2 separate regions of the Sus scrofa genome follow, and region 2 is linked to region 1. A link is a contact called in public HiChIP or PLAC-seq data. All regions are on one chromosome and are shown on one strand. Each heading gives the region's core, a stretch centred on a gene start, on an enhancer-like site or on the middle of the called end of the contact. The rest is flanking DNA. Distances are from core to core; before and after follow the strand shown.

Region 1 (3,158 bases), core at 173-2,672:
TTTGAAGACCTATCATATACACTCTTCTTCATCTTCACAACGTTCGTCAGAAACAAAAGATGCCCCAGGTATACATATGAATTTGAGGCAGATGAACTATATGCACATGAGAAATACCACATACAGGACATGTCTGAACACAAACAGAACATGAAGCAAAAGTACTGTCTGCAGAGTTTCCATCTCAATATGATTTTCCCACTTAGAGCCATTATAGTGGGAAAACAAAAGCATCTGGCTCCCACTTCCCACCTCCAATCCTGACAGAAGAGACTGAGAATAGTGAAAATGGGTCAAAATTTGCATCTGGGTTGGAAGGAAGGGTTGATTGCCACCCATGAGGCAGATACATGAAGACATTTCTGCTTAGCAGTGCGGAAGAGACTAGGCAAAGAAAGATGCCAGGAGATACCATACAACACGCCTTCCAAGCAAAGGAGCAGGGTCCCAAAGTGGCAAAGGAAGGAACCGGGGGAAGACGGGAGTCCACAGAGGTGGAGGCTAGAAGCACAGGCCACAGGACTGCTCCATCTGGAGCCAGTTAGCCTGGTGGTTCCCAAGCCTAAAAGCACAGCAGAATCACCCAGACATGGCAGATATGAAGTAAAGCTTGGACATCTGTGTTTGTTTTGTTTGTGTGTGTGTGTTTGTAATTCACCAGGCTACTCTAATAAGTGCCCAGGATATATACACTGCTATTACTCTTACTACTCCTATTATTACTCCTAATAATAATAACAGCCTTTCCTTAGCACGAAGGAGATTACTGACAGGGAAGGACTTCCAAAGGGAGGCTGGGGACCTGGAGATTCCACCTGACAGAGAGCCTGGGTTGGCAGAAGGAGGGACTGGGTTCCTCCCTGCCTCTGTAGGCTACAGCACCATCATGAAGCCAGGCAGTGCTGAGCTGGCCCAAGAGCCAGAGCTTCACCAATCAGGACAGCAAAGTGCTCAGAAAGAAAGTTCAGGGCAGTAGGCTTTCTCACAGCTGCCTCCCAAAGGACACAGGATCATAAGGACCAGCAGTAAATCCTTCAAGATGAGATCTGAGATAAGCATCCCAGTACTATCCAATAAAAAGCAAGATCAAAGGGAATGTCATCCATCTCATTACAAGGGAAATATCAAACCTAGATAAAACTTTATCTTCCAAGGATAAGTAATTGGGGGGGGAGTCCATGAAATGATTTTACAAAGAAGAAGAGGGAGATTGCGCCTAGAAGGTAAAGAATGAGCACTTTCAAAAAAAAGAAAAAAATACAGCAAAATAATGGCAAAATTCAGCAACATCTGTTTTGTACTTGCAGAAAAAAATGTTAGAGATGGATGCAAACAGATAAAAGATGAGACGGCAAGAGAATGTGACAGCAGAGAGGAAATTGGTTGAGGGAGGCAGAAATAAAAAGGGAACTAAAAGAGACAAAAACCAAAAGGAAATGAAAGTGCAACAACGGAATTTAAAGTGTATCAGAAATGTCGATGCATGTACGCACACAAGCACAGAAGGAACAACAGTGCTACCGTGTCCTCACAGAAAGCAGAGGAAAAAAGGCATGAATAAAAAAAAAAAAGAGAGAAAATGGAAGACCAATGCAGACAGACAAGACATTCCACAGAGAAGTGTTCGAAGAGCAAAAACCAAAACAAACCCCAAAACCAAAACCAAACAAAAAACCCCAATAATCAGAGATTTAATGAAAGAAACGGTTCCTAATGTGTAGCTAGACTGAAATCTGAAGATCCAAAAAGGCACAGGATACTAGGAAAACTTGGTGAAAAACAAAAACATGTATATAATCCATGACTGAAGTTTCACAAAAAGATTTCCATCTCATTCGCTATTGAATTCCCAGTGCCTAAAACAACGTCACACACAAAGGAGGTGGTTAATAAGCATCTACCACGTGCATGAGTAAGTGATTAAAGTCTTGAATTTCACATATAAAAAAAGTCTCTATGATATCCAGGCTGAAAAGTCAGATTGTCTACATAGGGTTTTTTTGTTTTTTTGTTTTTTTTTTTAATCACACCTTCAAATTCCTCTTTCAAAACTTTTAAATTCCAAAAGCCAATGTGAAATGCCTCCAGAAATTCTGACCACAGAGTTGATGGCCCAAGAATTTTGTCTTCAGTCAAGCTCCCATTCACTTGGGAAGGCAACGAAAGGACATTCTCAGACAATCCTGGGCTCAGAGAAATATCTCGCTCCTCAGTAAGAAGACAGAAATCACTGTACAGAGAGAGAAATAAAAATATAGAAAAAGAACAGAGAAACTTTGGTATGAAAGGAATGGCAGTAAGCTCTGAAACTATGAAAACATATATCTGTTGAGGTAATTATTACAGGAGTTCCCATTGTGGCACAGTGGGTTAAGAGTCCAACTGCAGTGGCTTGGGTCGCTGCAAAGGCAAGGGTTTGATCCCCAACCAGCGCGATGGGTTAAAGGATCCAGCGTTGCCACCGCTGTGGTGTAGGTCACAGCTGTGGCTCAGATTCATTCCCCGGCAGATGCAGCTATTAAAAAAAGTATTATAAAAATGGCCATAAATCCACATACAATGAATTTTTTTAAGATGTAATGCAGGTTTAACATAATTAAAAATAAGAAGCTGGCAATAAAATGTTGCATTATACCAAAAACATATAGGAAGCAAGAGGGGAAGGAATAAAAGGAAGTAAAGAATGCTGACTTCCTTTTCTTACTGGGGGAGAAGTTAAAATTTTTCAGTCTTGACACTGGTAATAAGAGTAACACACATTCAAGTAGGATTGCCTTGTTTTTGCTTTTTAAAATACAATGTAGAATAAAAGCAAACCTTATACTGCCTGAATCACTGAAAAAAGAAAATCTGTACAGCAGAAAAAGAAAACAATGGACATAGCAATGTAGCATAAAAAAAGAAAAAATTAAGATGTCGGAATGAAAGGAAAATCATATCACAAGCAACACTAAATTGCTTAATGACTACTTTCCTCAAAAAGGCTTGCAACATAAGCCATCTCCTAGAGTTGATCGTAGCAATGTTATCCAGCTAGCTTCAAGGAAGAACAAAAGTGGGCAAAGCCATACCATGCAAATAGAGCGCAAAGAAATCAAGAAAACAGATATTACTATCAAAGTATAATTCAAGGCCCAAAATATTAAACAGGATAAAGT
Region 2 (3,158 bases), core at 385-2,884, 190 kb after region 1:
CTTTTAAAACCATTAAATAAACCTGGAGTTAAAAAGGCAATTTTCTTTAAAGGATACATATACCCCAATGTACACAGCAGCACTATTTACAATAGCCAACCGAAAGGTACATCAACAGATGAATGGATAAAGAAATTATGACAGGGGGTTCCCATCGTGGCCCAGCAATAACTAACCCGACTAGTGTGGGTTAAGGATCTGGCATTGCCATGAGCTGTGTTGTAGGTCACAGATATGGCTCAGATCCTGTGTTGCCATGGCTGTGGCGTAGGCTGGCAGCTGGAGCTTGGATTTGATTCCTAGCCTGGGAACCTCCATATGCCATGAGTGTGGCCCTAAAAAAGAAACGAAAAAAAAAAAGTTAATTATCTAACTCGAAATATTAGAAAAAGAGCATCAGAACAAATCCAAATCCCCAAACTAGTATGAGAGTAATAGAGAACCTAAACTGATCACAAGAATTAAAGGCAGTGAAACCACAAAGTCATCTATATCCCCCATTCCCAATCCAGGTCCAGATGACATTACAGGTGAGATCAACCAAACTTTCAAGAAAAAAGTTGTTACACAAAACAACAGAAGAATGAGTTACTCAGTTCATTTTAAGCAGCTTGTGAATGAAGTCTTGATTCCAAAAATAAAATTAGAAAATCACAACTTTACATCTATAATAACTTACAATAATGAATTTTGGCAAGAACCATCAAATGTATGCTGCAGGTTAAAGTTTGTGAGTTAAAATAACATTAGCATGGCCTCAAAGTATCACTCCACAAAAGACTTACTAGTTACAAAGAGCAAAACAGAGAATTTACAGTCGAAAACCTGGCAACACAACCTTTACCAAGTGACCAAAGTTAACACACAAAATATGACAAATCAACATCCTTTGTCTTCTAATACGATACACTAAGAATATAACTCCTGCAGTATTCATGCAAAAACACACAATCTAAACCTACTTATAAGGAACAGATAAACTCAAAGTAAGGGATAGCCTACACAACAATATGTCTATATTCTTTTAAAATGTAAATGTCATGAATCAAAGACTGAGGAAACATTTCAGATTAATTTTCAGATTGTGACAATTATGTTACAGTAATGACAAATGTCTCTGCTTTTAGGCAATACACTCTGAAGTATTTAGGGGTTAAAATAAAGTAAAACTATGTTAGTGAAGTTTCAAGCAATTTCCTTGACAAATTATTGACTACAAAAGGAAAATGAGTAACTTAATATAGTGGAGAAGTGGAGAAGCCTGGCTGACAATCATGCTAACCAAGTGATGATTCAGAGGAAAGAAAAAAAAAGGATATAGAGACATATACATATATCCACACAAAGCAACATACATAATATGAATAAGAGAAAGAGAGAAAGACTATAAATGAATAATAAAACAAATGGGACAAATGAGAAGTACTGGGTAATGGTCATAAAACTTTTTGTACTATTCTGCAATCTTTCCATAGTTTATATTAAAGTTTTTAAAAAATAAGATTATCAGTGAAATTTACATTAGCACATTAAGGAAAAAAAACCTTTAAAAAGAATAATCAAGGTATGTACAAACTATGGTTAACTATTGGGGGAGGAACTAATGTGGTAATATAAAAAATTCACATGCGGGAGTTCCCCTCAGGATGCAGCAGAAACAAATCTGACTAGGAACCATGAGGCTGAGGGTTGGATCCCTGGCCTCGCTCAGTGGGTTAAGGATCCAGCACTGCCTTGATCTGTGGTGTAGGTTGCAGACGCAGCTCGGATCTGGCGTTGCTGTGGCTGTGGCATAGTATGGCAGCAATAGCTCCGACAGACCCCTGGGAACCTCCATATGCCTCAGGCGCAGCTCTAAAAAGACAAAAGACACACCAAAAAAGTCCTATGCATAGTGATTTACACCCAAAAAAAAGTATTTGCACTTACATAATCTTACTTGGCCATTAATAAGCTATTTTATTATTTATTTTTTCCAATATTTATTCACTACTTTGAGTAAAGTAGCTGTATTAGTTATGTATAGATGCATAAAAAATTACTCCAAAATCCAGCAACTTAAAAAAAAACATGTATTTTTAAACTCAATGTCTGCGAGTCAGGAATCTGGGCATGGCTTATGAGCGAAGTGCTCTGGCTCAGAGTCTCTCACAGGCAGGAATCATCTCAAGGCTCAATAGAGAAAATGAGGTTCCACTTCCAAGCTCAGTCAGGTAGTTGCTGGCAGGATTCCTTTTGTAAATGGGCCTCTCCCTAAGGCAGCTCACTTTAATGAGAACAAATAAAGAGAAAGCAAGAGAAACCAGTCTTCCGGAACCTAATCCTTATAGAAGATTTAAGCCCACCATCTTGCTATTTGTTATCTCTTTGGTCCATCCATCCTTTAACCTGTGTTAAATACAGACAGATTAAAAGAAAAGGAAGGAGTTCCCATTGTGGCTCAGTGGAAACAAATCCGACTAGGAACCATGAGGTTGCAGGTTCAATCCCTGGCCTTGCTCAGTGGGTTAAGGATCTGGTGTTGCTGTGAGCTGTGGTGTAGGTCTAGCATTGCTGTGGCTCTGGCATAGGCCAGCAGCTATAGTGCTGATTAGACCCCTACCTTGGGAACCTCCATATGCTGCAGGTGCGGTTCTAAAAGCAAAAAAAAAAAAAAAAAAAAAAAAAACGGAGGGAAAGGAAAGACATATTATACAAATACTAATCATAAGAAAAGTGGAATGACTGGAATGACTACATTTATATCAGACAAAGCAGATTTCAGGACAGGAATTAATAAAAATGTGTATTACGAATGATTTTTTAAAAGTCAATTCATCAAGAAAATACAGCATACCTAAACGTGAATGGATTTAATAATTGAGCTTTAAAATATACAAGGCAAAAACGGACAGAACTACTGAAAGAAATAACAAATCCCACAATTACAGACGGAAATTCCAATATTCCTCTCCTCTTTCAGTAATTAACAGAACAGAAAGAAAATCAGGAAGGAAGGTTACACAAGACTTGAAACTTCAACCAGTTTATGCTATTGACATTTATAAGGCACTACACCCAACAGAAGTACACATTTTTTTCCCAAGTGTACAGAGAACATTCATAAATACACACCATAAACTTGACATTAAAACAAATCTCAGGAAATTTAAGGGACT

Evidence for each region. HiChIP or PLAC-seq counts read pairs in DNA pulled down with a chosen protein or histone mark.
Region 2: an H3K27ac HiChIP or PLAC-seq map of alveolar macrophages shows a contact between it and region 1. The contact joins two enhancer-like sites. A contact is called at or near these places in 3 of 47 Hi-C or Micro-C datasets (embryonic fibroblasts, epiblast stem cells and omental adipose tissue) and 1 of 2 datasets of contacts at active chromatin or transcription factors (alveolar macrophages).

Annotation. Positions count from the first base shown.
Region 1 is chr1:252,888,714-252,891,871 of Sscrofa11.1, forward strand. The region is part of intron 8 of SUSD1 (sushi domain-containing protein 1); the gene reads right to left. Among named protein-coding and RNA genes, the nearest start is that of SUSD1, 66 kb to the right of the region's middle. Within about 2 kb of position 1,423, at least 8 of the 83 cell types and tissues checked have an H3K27ac peak or open chromatin away from gene starts, as enhancers often do. A contact at or near this core is called in alveolar macrophages, where this site is marked.
Region 2 is chr1:253,076,562-253,079,719 of Sscrofa11.1, forward strand. It overlaps a transcript of PTBP3 not described here. Among named protein-coding and RNA genes, the nearest start is that of PTBP3, 22 kb to the left of the region's middle. Within about 2 kb of position 1,635, at least 3 of the 83 cell types and tissues checked have an H3K27ac peak or open chromatin away from gene starts, as enhancers often do. A contact at or near this core is called in alveolar macrophages, where this site is marked.